3 separate regions of the Mus musculus genome follow, and all the other regions are linked to region 3. The links are chromatin contacts, called in public Micro-C and promoter capture Hi-C maps. All regions are on one chromosome and are shown on one strand. The core of a region is the stretch at or near the end of the contact, and the rest is flanking DNA. Distances in the headings are between cores, read along the strand shown. Region 1 overlaps Sugct (succinyl-CoA glutarate-CoA transferase). Region 2 overlaps Sugct (succinyl-CoA glutarate-CoA transferase). Region 3 holds the start of Inhba (inhibin beta-A).

What was found. Promoter capture Hi-C pulls out the DNA fragments that hold promoters and counts their contacts. A called contact is a pair of places that touch in the nucleus more often than the background predicts.
Region 1: a promoter capture Hi-C map of second pharyngeal arch cranial neural crest shows a contact between it and region 3. The contact joins the enhancer-like site here to the promoter of Inhba in region 3. A contact is called at or near these places in 12 of 39 promoter capture datasets (the 3T3-L1 cell line, cranial neural crest, embryonic stem cells and 7 more), 8 of 115 datasets of contacts at active chromatin or transcription factors (the NIH/3T3 cell line, acute myeloid leukemia, astrocytes and 5 more) and 1 of 9 other capture datasets (embryonic stem cells).
Region 2: a contact with region 3 is called in a Micro-C map of embryonic fibroblasts, with 8 times the contacts expected there. The contact joins the enhancer-like site here to the promoter of Inhba in region 3. A contact is called at or near these places in 13 of 39 promoter capture datasets (the 3T3-L1 cell line, 3T3-L1-derived adipocytes, the HPC-7 cell line and 7 more), 5 of 484 Hi-C or Micro-C datasets (cerebral cortex, embryonic fibroblasts and ventricular fibroblasts) and 5 of 115 datasets of contacts at active chromatin or transcription factors (the NIH/3T3 cell line, astrocytes, cardiomyocytes and 2 more).

The regions. Positions count from the first base shown.
Region 1 is chr13:17,183,972-17,187,901 of GRCm38.p6, reverse strand. All of the region lies in intron 12 of Sugct (succinyl-CoA glutarate-CoA transferase), which reads left to right. Among named protein-coding and RNA genes, the nearest start is that of Gm25020, 20 kb to the left of the region's middle. Within about 2 kb of position 2,316, at least 74 of the 459 cell types and tissues checked have an H3K27ac peak or open chromatin away from gene starts, as enhancers often do. A contact at or near this core is called in acute myeloid leukemia, embryonic limb bud and second pharyngeal arch cranial neural crest, where this site is marked.
Region 2 is chr13:17,294,537-17,299,093 of GRCm38.p6, reverse strand. The region is part of intron 11 of Sugct (succinyl-CoA glutarate-CoA transferase); the gene reads left to right. Among named protein-coding and RNA genes, the nearest start is that of Gm25020, 91 kb to the right of the region's middle. Within about 2 kb of position 2,028, at least 25 of the 459 cell types and tissues checked have an H3K27ac peak or open chromatin away from gene starts, as enhancers often do. A contact at or near this core is called in embryonic fibroblasts and stem cell-derived neural progenitor cells, where this site is marked.
Region 3 is chr13:16,009,538-16,013,653 of GRCm38.p6, reverse strand. Inhba (inhibin beta-A) reads right to left here and starts at 1,803. Exons shown (of 5, transcript NM_008380.2): 1 at 1,564-1,803; 2 at 1,268-1,454. It also overlaps the pseudogene B230303A05Rik.

The DNA of each region.
Region 1 (3,930 bases), core at 1,067-3,566, 1.2 Mb before region 3:
TTTTTCTAGTTTATTTCATGTTTGTGTTTTTCAGAGAGTTTGGGGTTCACAGACAGTTGAGAAAGCCCTGTACCACACATCTGCTTCTCTATTCTCAAGAGCTCCACTAGAATGGTGCATGTGTTGCCACCAGGGAGCCTACACTGACCCATTTCTGCATCCTAAGGCCGTAGTTCATATTACCATTCATTTTCTGTGTGTGTGTGTTGTGATTCCATGTGTTTTGACTAATGCACAGTGATGTGTGTGTACCATTGTAGTTTCACATAAAATCATTTTACCCTTATAAAATTCTTAATATGCTTTCTATGTATTCTTTCTTTACTTGAGCTCCATCATGTCTTTTCTCTATTTCATGAGGGGAAAAACATATTTTTATATCTAATTATGAGAAAATATGAGATAATTAATTCAAGATGTTACTAAAACTTACTATCAGTTGTTAGAATATTTTCATGGAAATAGACTAAAACCTGATGAAATCACTAGGTAGTTTTGAGGTTTGATAAATTGCTTATAATAAATTGTACATGGGTAAAAGTTATCAACATTCTACCAACTGATATATATATATATATATAATTTCATGTAAATTATTGTTATTATAGATTATTGTAGTAACAATATGTAAATGATTCATATAAATAGTCTATAATATAACTCAGATCAAATTATTTTGGGTTTGTAACCATTATGCTTGCATATGTGTGATATTCTGGGAGGAATTATTTCATTTAAGTGATAGAGTGAATACGGCACTTGGACAACAACATTGACTGTTACTTCCTTATTTGGACTTTTACTTAATCTTACTTGATCTGATGAGCTGGACTTTCTGTATGATTGATGAATGAGTTATGAAGTGACAATATTAAAAATAGGATTCTTGTGATAAGAATAAACATTAACAAGAATTAAAATGATGACTGAATTGAAATTGACTATGAAATTAGAGCAAGCATTTTAGAAAGGCAACTGTTTGTATGAAGCCCATTCCAGGCCGACTCAGGAAACTACGGCATGTGTGATTCTGCTCAAGCTCTTCACTAGGTTTTCTCACAGTTTCTCACAGAAGTGAACTGCTGACTGTCTCACTTGATGTCTTTAAAAGGTTCCACAGTCTTGTTATGGCCCTTTCCTGCCTTCATTCTTTCCTGTCTTCTTTTCTCTGGACCACATGGAAGCATGCTCATGGCCTCTGTCTGTCTGTAGCCCACATCTCTGTATATACGTGATCTGTGACCTCTCTCAGTACCTCTAAGGCCTCTGCACTCAAGATAGGAATGCTCTTTGCCTACAAGCTTCTCTTCAGATCCTTCCCTAATTGCTTTTTTGGAAAATTTGTATTTTGATTACATTCTTAGTAAGGGTTTCAGCTTTGGGGTTAAAATTCTGCTTTTTATTATAAAGGAGTTAATGGAATTTTTGTTGAAAGTAAAGTTTTATTTATCTTCCTTTGGGATAGCCTGTCTCTGAAGGGAGAGAACTGACTCCTGCTGACTATGTCAGGAACAATATCATTCCTATAAACATCCCAACCTGTACCCACGTATAACTAGAAACCATTTTTAAGAAGTGGTTTAGTTAAATCACTAAAAAACAATCCAAAATAGAAAGAGAAATAAATATAGGTTGTGTTTGGTCACAATAAATATGGACAGTCCAGGCTGATCCATTCATTCTACGAACTCCAGAGGACACCATATGTGCTTGGTTTGTTGGTGGGAGGATGCCACAATTAGGCTTAGTTCAAAAAGTAGCTCTCTTGTTAGAGAGACAAACAGAAATGTGGTGACTGAAGCTGATTTCTGTTTATATGTGACTGATTGGGAGGAGAGAGAGAGAGAAGGGTGTGTGTGTGTTGCGAATGCAGATTCTGACTGCTTTAGGAGTATAGGAGCCTGGCCTGAGGCCATGATTCTCAGATAGCCAGGACAGTACAACAGGAATCATGAGATAAATAAACTTTTAGGGATCAGAATTACACCAAACTTGCGAGCTGAGGGAAGTCCTGCTAAACTCAGTCACAGAGCCTGTCAGAGTCACCATGCTGGTGACCTTTCTCTAACTTGAAGGATCCAGATTTTTTTAGAGAACCAAAGAATCTATGGGGTGCTGGAGAATCTCACTGGAAAGGTCATAGGCTGATATTCCCTAAGTCCTGTGACACTTTACCTTAACAACGTGACAGCAAAACAGGGACATCTGTTTCTGCGTGACTGCGGTGCGAACACATCGAAAAGGACAGGTTGGGGTTTAGTGCAGCCGGTGACTTGGGACAGATTTCATATGGAGAGAATTCCACTCTGTGTTTCTGAAGTCAAGAAAAAGAGGAAGTGCTTTTATGGCTGTGGCATAGGAGGCCCCTCTGCCCTTGATAGCGCTTTCTTTTTCTAATTTGTAACCATTTCCTGGCTGGCGTTCCGTTGCATGCTTTTTTCATCAGTTACTCAATGCTTCCATCAGTTAATGGCCTGACTGCACTCGGTGAGCCTGCAAGCAAGGTCTCCGCACCTGGGCTCCTCCTGCTAATACATCACACAGGGCCTGCTGAGGGCCTGGGAGGCCAGCTGGAACAGCTCAGCCCTATGCTCATCCGTCATGATTACCTCGCTTTAGGGGCTTGTCTAGCTTACTCCACTTGTTTCCTTTGTCAGCATGACTAAGATCAAAGTGCAAGAAGGATACTGAGATGATAACCTAGAACTTTGCCCAAACGGGGGCTATGATCTGGGCAACATCTTCCATCGCACTTCCCCTAAAGGCAAGGAAGGAAGGGACAAATTATGTTTAAGTATAGCTTTTCTTACACGGCCTCCTCTTAACTAACTCCACTTCGATTTGTTTCCTGAAGCCATCAGAGTTGTATTAATCAATTGGTTCAGGGATTTGAGATTTCCTGACCTAATCACAGGATTTGGGAAATCCTGATTTCTGTTTATGTGAAGCTGTGGTTGTGATTGCTGACTTTGTACCTGTTTGACCTCACCTTGTTTAGTCAGGATTCTGGCTTTAAGATGGTTCTAGCCATTCTGAAAAAGTGGGAAAGAATGTCTTAGGAACACCTGGAATTGTTGGTTTGTTCATTTCAGAACCCCTCTGTGGTAGGTGTGAATGCCACCCGACATCTGTGCACTGGCAGTTGCTTTGTCCCAGCTTTTAGTGTGTGGAGAATTTTAAAGACTGTTGTTCTGGGGTTACTAATGAATGTTTTCAGGTTTGTTGAACTTATCAGTATCTATTGCTTTCTCTTAAATGCCTCTTGTTTTCTTCTTCATGTACCTCTAGGTTTTCTCTTGTATGTTCTGCTTATGCATAGTTCTTTATTTAAACCTTCTAATAGAATTTCCTCATCTAAAAATCCATCTCTCCTACCCACTCTGCACTCCTTGACAGGGTAATTTACCCAAACTGCAAGTTCTATTTCTATTCCCAGGAGTAAGGACTTATCAACTTGACTTAAAATGCTGCCCCCATGTATTACATGGTCATAACTAGTCCACAGAGCCTGTCCCACAAAACTGCATTATTTCATAAGTCATGCTATTGGATGTTCCTTGTCTCTTCATTCTCAACAATTTCACTGTGGGAAAATATTATTTATTATTTCAAACTATGGTAGCTCTTAGTTCTCCTTTCTTGTCTGTTGCCATAGACAACTAGCCAGTCTTCTTATGAGGCAAGGTACATACTGAAGAGGTCAGCTCAGGGCATTTGGAAAATTCCACTAGACCCCTCCCTCCTGGAAGAGAAAGGTCATGGAGCATTAGGCACCCCTCCCCTCTAGAAGGGAGAGGCTTAATTACATTCCTCAGACCACAGAGGGTTGGGGGGACTGACCATTGGCCACCTGCAAGTGGGGGAAGCCCAGAACCTGTAGACACATTGTGGACCAACCATTGGCCACCTACAGATAAGGGAAGTCTTAAC
Region 2 (4,557 bases), core at 779-3,278, 1.3 Mb before region 3:
CAACATACCCCTCCCCCCCCAACGGTAAGACTTTACTCAGTAGGGCCAGTAAATCACCTTGTTAAGGAACCACCCCACAAACAGGTGGGTTCAGTTTATGCCATGCTAAAGAGATAGGAGAGATAATTATCCTCTTAATAAGACTCTGCACTTTGTCTCCCCGGAGTTCTTATTCTCTATATAGTTGTCATGAATTCTCTGATTCAGAAAGGTGCAACTTTTCCTTTCTCTTCGTTTTCTTTTGGATATTGGCCAGGACCTAAGCTAACTTTTTAGACCCTTGGACGTTTTAGCTCTTTATCTTACGGTGCCTCCCTATTCCTCATCTTGCTGAACCTCCATACCTAGCCCCCAGGTCCTTGTGTTCCTGCTTTTTCATTCTGCCTCACCTCCAGGCAGCTACTGAGGTTTACAGCTAGACTGCCTGTGGTTTTTCTAGTAGGTGCTAATAAAATTGTCCCCGACCTTTCATCTGAATTGTTCTTAAGGTTTTGTTCTTATTAAGAAGACTAAGAACCCTGAGAGAAAGCTCAATTTCCCTTGTAACATTTAGTACTCAATACTGGACTCTCTTAAATTTGTTTACTTGCTCATTCACTCACTCATTTATTTTTACAAATATAGAATACCTACGACATACTAAGGACTGGCATAAAAATATAGACAAAATGCCCAGCTCCCTGCATGCTTGCAGACTTTCTAGAAGACAGTTCTTGCAGTTGTTTTGAGCATGTTTTTCATATAATGTTTTCTTTAAAAAAAAAAAACCTTCTTTTTGCTTCAAAAAATATTACAACTGGAGTGCATTAACCATTTATTGTCTTTTTAAATATATTAATATAAATGTTATATTTTTCTAGTATCTGCCAATCCCTCTTGAATTGGAAGTATATTTTTAGATCAAAAGTTACATCAACATGTGAATATAGCAGGGGTTTGCCTGTTGTCTATTATGAAAATAGGTACTTTTCTTATGTGCCTACATATATGCTCATCTTTAGAATATGTCAAACTAGGGCTGCATTTCTGAGAATGAACTAGCAGTACAGATAACTCTTAAAATAAACTAAAAATAAACTCTAGGCATGATGGACTCATAAGAAACTCAGTTCCTGCACTCAATTTGACACCCCAAACTGGGAACTGAGGCATTACCAGACTTTTACAAGTGTGTGCTCCTCAGTAGACATATGGATTTCCTACTGTGGTTCATAATCTTCCAAGAATTTTCCTTGGCAGTGACTATTTCCATCTTTGCCACAGTAGGATTCATGTGAAGTCTGCAGAATCAGGAATTCCCTTTGTACACAGTGGAATTCTTAGACTGCTCAAAGGGCCTGTGGGAGGTTTTCTTTGACTGTTCTCTTGGAGTACCTTTGGAGGCCTTCTCTGAGACTCAGCTGCCTGCTTTGGTCATCAAGTGTTTCTGTAGCCAGCACACACAGTTCCCTCCAGGCCTCTCAGGTGTTCCTAAGTCCCCACTGTGCCTGCCAGCAAATCGTTTTTTTTTTTTTTTTTCTTTTTGTAATATGGAAGACATTCCCCTTGAGCTTGCCATTTTATCCTGAGTGTTACAGAAACTCTGTTTACCCAGCTGCTAATGTTGAACACCAGGTAAAGCTAAAACTTATTAAACCTTAGCTAAAGCCCAAAGAGTCCAAGTTACAGATTGGTCCAGGTTCTGGCAAGCACAAACACATCCCATCTTTGTGATGCTCAGGAACAACAGACTCAACTTGTGTGACTTGTAGATAGGACCACAAGAGGGAAGTCTTTATGTGTGTTCAGTCCAAGAAAAGGGGGATGGAGACGATGTGTAGTAGTTTGGAGAGAAATATCAGGAAGCCCTGAAATGAGACTGAAGGAATGGAGAACAATGGCGAAAGTAGAAACAACATTCATAGCATTCCCTGCCTCCCTCCTGCATTACTAACATTCTTTGGCCTTTGCCTAGATACCCTGGTGCAGCAGACATTGGGGTGAAATGTGAAGCCTTGGCTTCTGAGGAGTTCCTGGTGTAATTACGAGAGCAAATACATAAAGCAGTGAATGACTCCACACTAGCAGTGTGTGGCTAGGGCCAGGGTGGCCAGTGTGCTGTGGAGCTTAAGAGAAGGGACTAAATGCTTCAGCCAACGTCAGCCAGGGAAGACTTCCTGGAGGCAGTTCCACTTGTCATGAATCTTGAAGGACAGATGGAGTTAAGTGGGGGAAGGAAAGGTTTTTTTTTTTTTTAAAAAAAAAAAACAGAAATATTTATGTGAGCTAATTTTAAAGACTCAAAAAAAAAAAATACTGAATGAAGAAAAAAAATGTGGTTTGGAATGACATGGGTATTAACTTTTAAACGCTGGGAAACTGTTACTAATGTAAAGCCAGTGTCTCTTGGATTCAGTCCAGAAAGTCATTGTTAAAAGTGCTGTGCTGCTTTCTCATGAGCAAAAGCAACAGTCTGCACAGTGCTCCAGCCATCGCTGGCTGATTCGATCCCTTAAATGATGTCTCAGGGGCAGGGCTGTGAGCTTACTTAATTTTAGAGTTTACTATAGTGAATCATTGTGAGATTAAATGTTCCATTTTAGGGATTTCTAAAAAGTGGTGATAAATGTTTTTGGAATTGAATTAAGAATTTATTTTTTAAAAATTCCTCTAATTATCTAATTGTCACCATGTTTTTTTTTTAAATAGATATGTACAAAATTTTTGAGGCTGGAACCTGGAACATAAATTCAGTGTTAAAAGAGGGACTATAAGCTCAAAGGTACCTGATTTAATATTAGTTAACCAGAATAAAGCAAAACCAGCAACACTGACATCTTGTGTGAGGTCCATGATCCCCATGCCAGGAGACTGAAGAGAACTTGAGGACACTCAGGTAGTTAGGACCTCACTCACTCTGACTAGGGTTGCGAAGCAGGCAGGGACTCAAACACATGCTGCCACACATAGGCTGTGTACAGGTAGGCAGCACACAGGCTTACAGACAGATACAGTCAGTGTGGCAAAGGCATAGCCTCAGTCAAAGGCCCAGGCCTCCCACCTCAAAGTCATATTTATACAGAGTCACACAAAAATGATGTTCTGTCAAAAGTAGTTATATAGCAGATTATAGTACTGTTGCTTTTAGAGTGTTCTGGGAACAGAATCAGCCATTTTGTGCTGACTCTTAAAAGTGTTTTTGAGCTTTGTTTCTCATACTCATTTGAGTCTCTGAAATTCAATACATGATCTTTCAGAGAATACAAGAGTCAGTGTACAACAGAGCTGTCACAGTAGAGTTGAATTGGCTAAATAGGGATGATTGCAGTGTTAAGGCCAACAAAGCCAAGGAAAAACTGTAGAGACTCATGCTCGTACAGTCAGAGAACCTAAACTGGAGGCCATGGTCTCCTAACGCTCATCTTGAACCAGTACTCTGAGTTTCCTGAGTCTCAGGTTTTTGTAAGTTAGGGACATGTGACAATGCCTACACCACAGTGAGCGCTATTACCAAGGTACAAACTGTGAAGCAGATTCCATTGTGTAGCATAAGCTACCCGCCCAGGCTGTTGGAAGATATATTGTTACTTTTGTATTATTATGACATACTTGAAAAATGACATTTTATGACCAAATGGACATACTTGACAGACAGCAAGAGAGGAATTATTTAAATGTTTGGTTTGAATTTTCAAAGCATTTCAGTCTACCACAGTAGAAAAAGTATAGTAGAATAGCTCTGTTCATGGTGATAGGAGAGTGGGGTAGAGGCCATTCAAATCGTGGAAAAGAAAGCAGAGAAGACAGGAAGCAGAGCCAGGGATACCTTGTAAATTTCAGACATTTTTAACTTGGGAAGCCATATTTCCCCAAAGAATCAAAAGCCTACTTAAAGAGCACTTCCAACTGGGATACACATTTAAAACAGGAGCCTATGACAAATATTTCAAACCATCACACAGAAATACCTCAATCTTCAAGAATCATCAATTATGGTATACCTTTATTTTGTTTTTTAGAGACAGGATTTTGCTATGTAGCTCAGGATAGCCTTGAACTCATAGTAATCTCATCTAAGTCTCTTGAGTACTAGAATTACAGCCATTGCCACATTGACCAATTCTGATAGTTTTTTTTAAAAAATAATTCCAGTTATAATCATTTTATTAAGTCACAAAGTTCATGTACTTGAGAGTTTTTTCTGCTTAACTATCATTACAATAATTAATTTTGGAAATTTTTATTTAATATAATAGTATTTTTCTGTCAATTAGAAATCTTGATTGGAATGATATAAATATAGTATTATTGTGTGATCTAATTTGGTTCAGTTGGCCTGGGCTTGTAGTTAGAAAATTTATTTCTGGATAACTTCAAAAAAATAAAAGTAGCTTTCAGGACTTAGAAATACATTTAACTTTGTACTACTTTACTAATGAGGCTATTCATAGGACTCAGTGTTTTTGAAACCCTTTGAATTGGGTCTTCATCACCCCTGGTCCATTCCCTTTCAAGGGACACTTGTTCCTTAGTGTGGGCGATGAATTTTGAAGTTTAAACACTTTACTTGAGTTACAT
Region 3 (4,116 bases), core at 554-3,053:
GAACTCTCCTTAAAATAGAAGTAAAGTTAGGTTTGGGTTTTCTTTTGCCTGGGTCACACTGGCAGGGAGATAACATAGAGAGAGACGAATGCCCCGATAAGCACAGTGAAGAAGGGCTGTTGTTCTCGGGGCGAAGTACAGCTAAGGCACTGACCAGGTTCTTATGACAAGTTGGATAAAACGTGCAAAACTGGGGACTAATGAAAGCCATATGACCAGATATGTTGTTTCGTGTGCCGGATTTAAGATGCATAAAATAAACTTTTCACTGTGCCCATAAGCAAACTGTAGAGGCTCTGGTCTCCTGATGTGAAGTGGGGAAGGTTTCTTTATGACACCAGGAGCTGTCTGTGAAAGGGTCTCTCTTGAGGGCTTTCAAAGTGTGGATGCTAGCTATATGTGGGGGAAGGGGAGGGGCAAGGGGAAGGAGTATTCTAAGATCCGCATAAGAGAACTGAAGTAGGAAATAAAGTTGCAGGGGAAAATGACAGGAATATGGGTGGCAAAGACAGAAAGATAATCAGTGATAGTCATTTCCATTCCAACCCCAACCCCGGGGTGAACATAAACCTTTGGAAGAGAGGCACTTCCATGCTGTTTGATAAGAATCCCTGAGCATCTAAACTCATTTCTTGCCTCACACATAACTTCAGGGAAAGTCCCACTTGCACCCGAATGTAGATTGTAGACTGGCTTGGCACAGAAAAGTGCCCGAATCAGACCCCAGCTCCGGGGCGCCCTCCTAATTTAAACTCAAGCCTCAGTGTTTCCATCTATAAAGTGGGATGTATAATTTCAGGATCAAAACTCAGTGGTCACAAAAGAATGTTATTTCGGAGCATCCCTGTAGTTTCTTAAGCATGTGTGTCATAAGAATGTTCAAGACCCTGACTGCAGGGGCCGCCTCACACAGGGTCACTCTGAGACCCTGTTGGCCTTTGACACCCTGAAAGTGCCAACCTGCTAAGCCAGTCTAGCAGCTATGACGTAGCTGAATCTCCCCCAACCTCAGAGCTGGAACCACTTTGGGAAAGCCTCCTCTCCTCCATGGAAATCCAGGTGGGGGTGGTGGAGGAAGCAGGTAGGTTAAAATGCTTCTGTGGAATATTCTGGGCTGAGGATCAGCGTTTCCCAGCTGAATTCCAGGGCCCAGGGCGTGCGCTGGTCAGCGCAGCTCTGAGCGGGGTTGGTTTCTCTTTCACTTCCTGCCCCTCCCGCGGAGACTCCCTGCACCCAGGCCCTGTCCCTTTTCAGCTTGCCACCGTACCTTGAGCAGCACCTGCTGGCAGTTTCCAGGGATCACTCCCGAATGCGCAGCTCCAGCCCGGCTCGCGGGACGCCTGGACTCAGGGGCCAAGCTGGTCCAAGCGGCCGCCTCTATTTTTACCCTGAACACCAGCAAGGGCAACTTCGTTTAAAAGCGCAGCTCTTGATTTTTCCCCCCCTTTTGGCAGCTAAAGAATTCAGGGAGGGGAAAGAAAAAAAAAAAATCACTGTTCAGTGAGTGCAGCCGGGAATCTCTGATCCCAGCCCTCGGTGCCAGGGAATGTCAGGGACCAGGACCTGCAGTGGGGCTGCCGGTCTCCTGGCCAACGGAGGCGAGCGGCAGCTCAGGCCCCGCACCCGCAGACTGCCCCTTCCCGAGTGTAGAGTTCGGTCCCACCGACTACCGCACTGGCAGAGTGGCCCGCTGCCACCGCGCTCTGCACCTAGCGGAGGCGTTCTGATTTACTGGCTACTTCACAAAGCTCCAACTCCACGCTGGCCCGGTGCTGCCTGGAGGAGCAGCCACTAGCGAACCCCGGGAGCAGCTTGCTGTGAGGAGGAGCCCGGAGGGAAACTGGTACCTTATTTTACTGTAATTGCAAAAGAAGAGATGTGCCAGAGATTTATATTTAGAAGTTGTATGTTTCTACTTTTATGTAAATGGAGCAATTAGGGCCTGTCTTGTTTCTGCTAACTCGGATGCGTGAGCATTGCTGGGGAGCTGGTGTTTTCAATCACAATTAGTGAGCTGGTCAAGAAACAAAGTTCCTTTGAGGATAGAGCTCCTTTGTGTGGATGAGGGAAACCTGCGTTTCAGTGCTGGCCGGTGGCTTGTGGTGACACACATCTTAGGGGCATAGCTAACTCTGGACTAGTGTGTTTGCCCTGTGCAGCAGCTGGGCCCATATAAAGTTGGCAGAGATCAAGTCGTGAGAATATTCACTTTTCCTCTCAAGCAAACCGTATGTCCTTAAGCTTTCATGCAGGCTATTAATCGCTCTTCCCTCACTATCCCTGAAGCAAGGAGACAGGCTTGGAAAGGAAGCCGTTTTCCACGACTCTGACTCTGTGGTTAGCTGCTGCTCACAGATCCTGTGATTCAGTGAAACATGCAAGCCAGAGAATGTGGACACCTTAAGCAGGTGACTGACAAGTGTCCTCTGATTCAACTGAATGACAGGAGGCTGGTGGTTCAGAGGCACAGACAAGCTGCTGATAACTCAGGGTGTTTGGTTCCTTCCTATGAAAAATCTGTTTCAAAAAAAAAAATTCATGATTTCTGCCTGCCTTGCTGGGAAAGTAAACATGAAACGTGACTATAAAAATGAAAAGAACCTTTGAGGTGTTCTCATCAGCTACGTGTTGTTCTGGGCTTAAGGGGTGGTGGGGGGGGGGGGAAGACCTGGCCTCCTTGGTTAGGGTTACCCTCTCCCCCACAAGAGACAGCACAACATCCAGAAAACATGGGCAGGACTCTGAATGATATTTGCTGCAGTAAACTGTGGAAGTCCCTGTCTAACCATCCCATCAAACGGCTTTGGTAGAGTATGGGGTTGGCAAACCTGTCTGTTTCCTACAGGCCACAGCCTGCAACTAGTTTGGGCCAAATGTTAGATACCAGGATTTGGGCCAGAGATGGAGCGGCACTTTGCAGTCAAAAATCCAACTAGGGGGCTGTGTGCTTCTAAGCTAGAACAAGAATGAATAGTTCAAAACCGAACTGGAAAGGGGGGCATTCACATTGCTCTGAACTGTATCCAAAACAACAAATAAGAGACGGTTAACCCCAAACTCCCTGATTCCTAAGACTCACATTTTTTCTCAGAACCACCTGAGTATCCCTTCAGGCCTCATGCTGTCTATGAGGACCTGCCTTCAGGATATTGAAGACTGTCATCTGAACAGTGGCCCCAGATGCTACAGTTAAAAAATGGGAAAAGAAAAAGAAGGAAAAATTCCGTAAGTAAAGCGTTGTTGTTCACTCCAGAACAGCGGTTCTCAGCTGAACTGGTTTCTCTCTCCGGGACATCTGACAATGCGTTCAGCTGTCATAACCAGGAAGGAGGTGCCACTGGCATCTACTGAACAGAGGCCAATGCTAAGAGCTCTCCTACAATGCACAGCACAGGATGGTGCCCACGCTAGAAAAATTAGCAATGATTATACAGTGAGAAGCCCTGAGTTAGAGTCATGATTTTAAGATTTCACCCAATTCCCTTTCCATCTGTGCTGCAAGAGAACTTGGAAACCCAGACTATAACACTGGAAAAGAATCCAATTATGCAAAGTATTAGTGATTGAAGTGACCCTGCTTCCTCATGCATGCATGGTACCCAATGAGTAGAAACTCATATCAGGCAACAAATAGCAGCCTTGCAATCCCCACCCACATTCTCATATGCCCTCAGCACATTCTCAGCCAGTTTTTGGGTTAAACCAAGGGCAGTTGTGGTGGCAAGAAACAAATCTTGATGGGCTGACTCATACCCAATGTCTTCGAAGATAATGGACTCACTGAGAAAAAGTAAATGAAGAACTGGGTTCTTCACTTTAGCCGTTTAGTAACAGCTCCATCAATGCAACAGTGAATTCCCCAAAGTAAATTTTGCAAATATGAGATAGCCATACTTAACTTAAAAAGAGAGAAAGAGAGAAAGCTAATAGTTTTTATTTTTATTGCCTAGTACTCAAGGTAATGACATAATATTAATATCCAAAGAAATAAAACAGAGTTCTTGCCTAAATCATAACGTTCACTCCAAGCAACAAATGATCCTGCAAGTGCCCTTCTCATAAGAAAGTGGAAGGAAGGCTGTGGCCCTCCAGGTGCTGTTCCTATGAGAAGAGCCA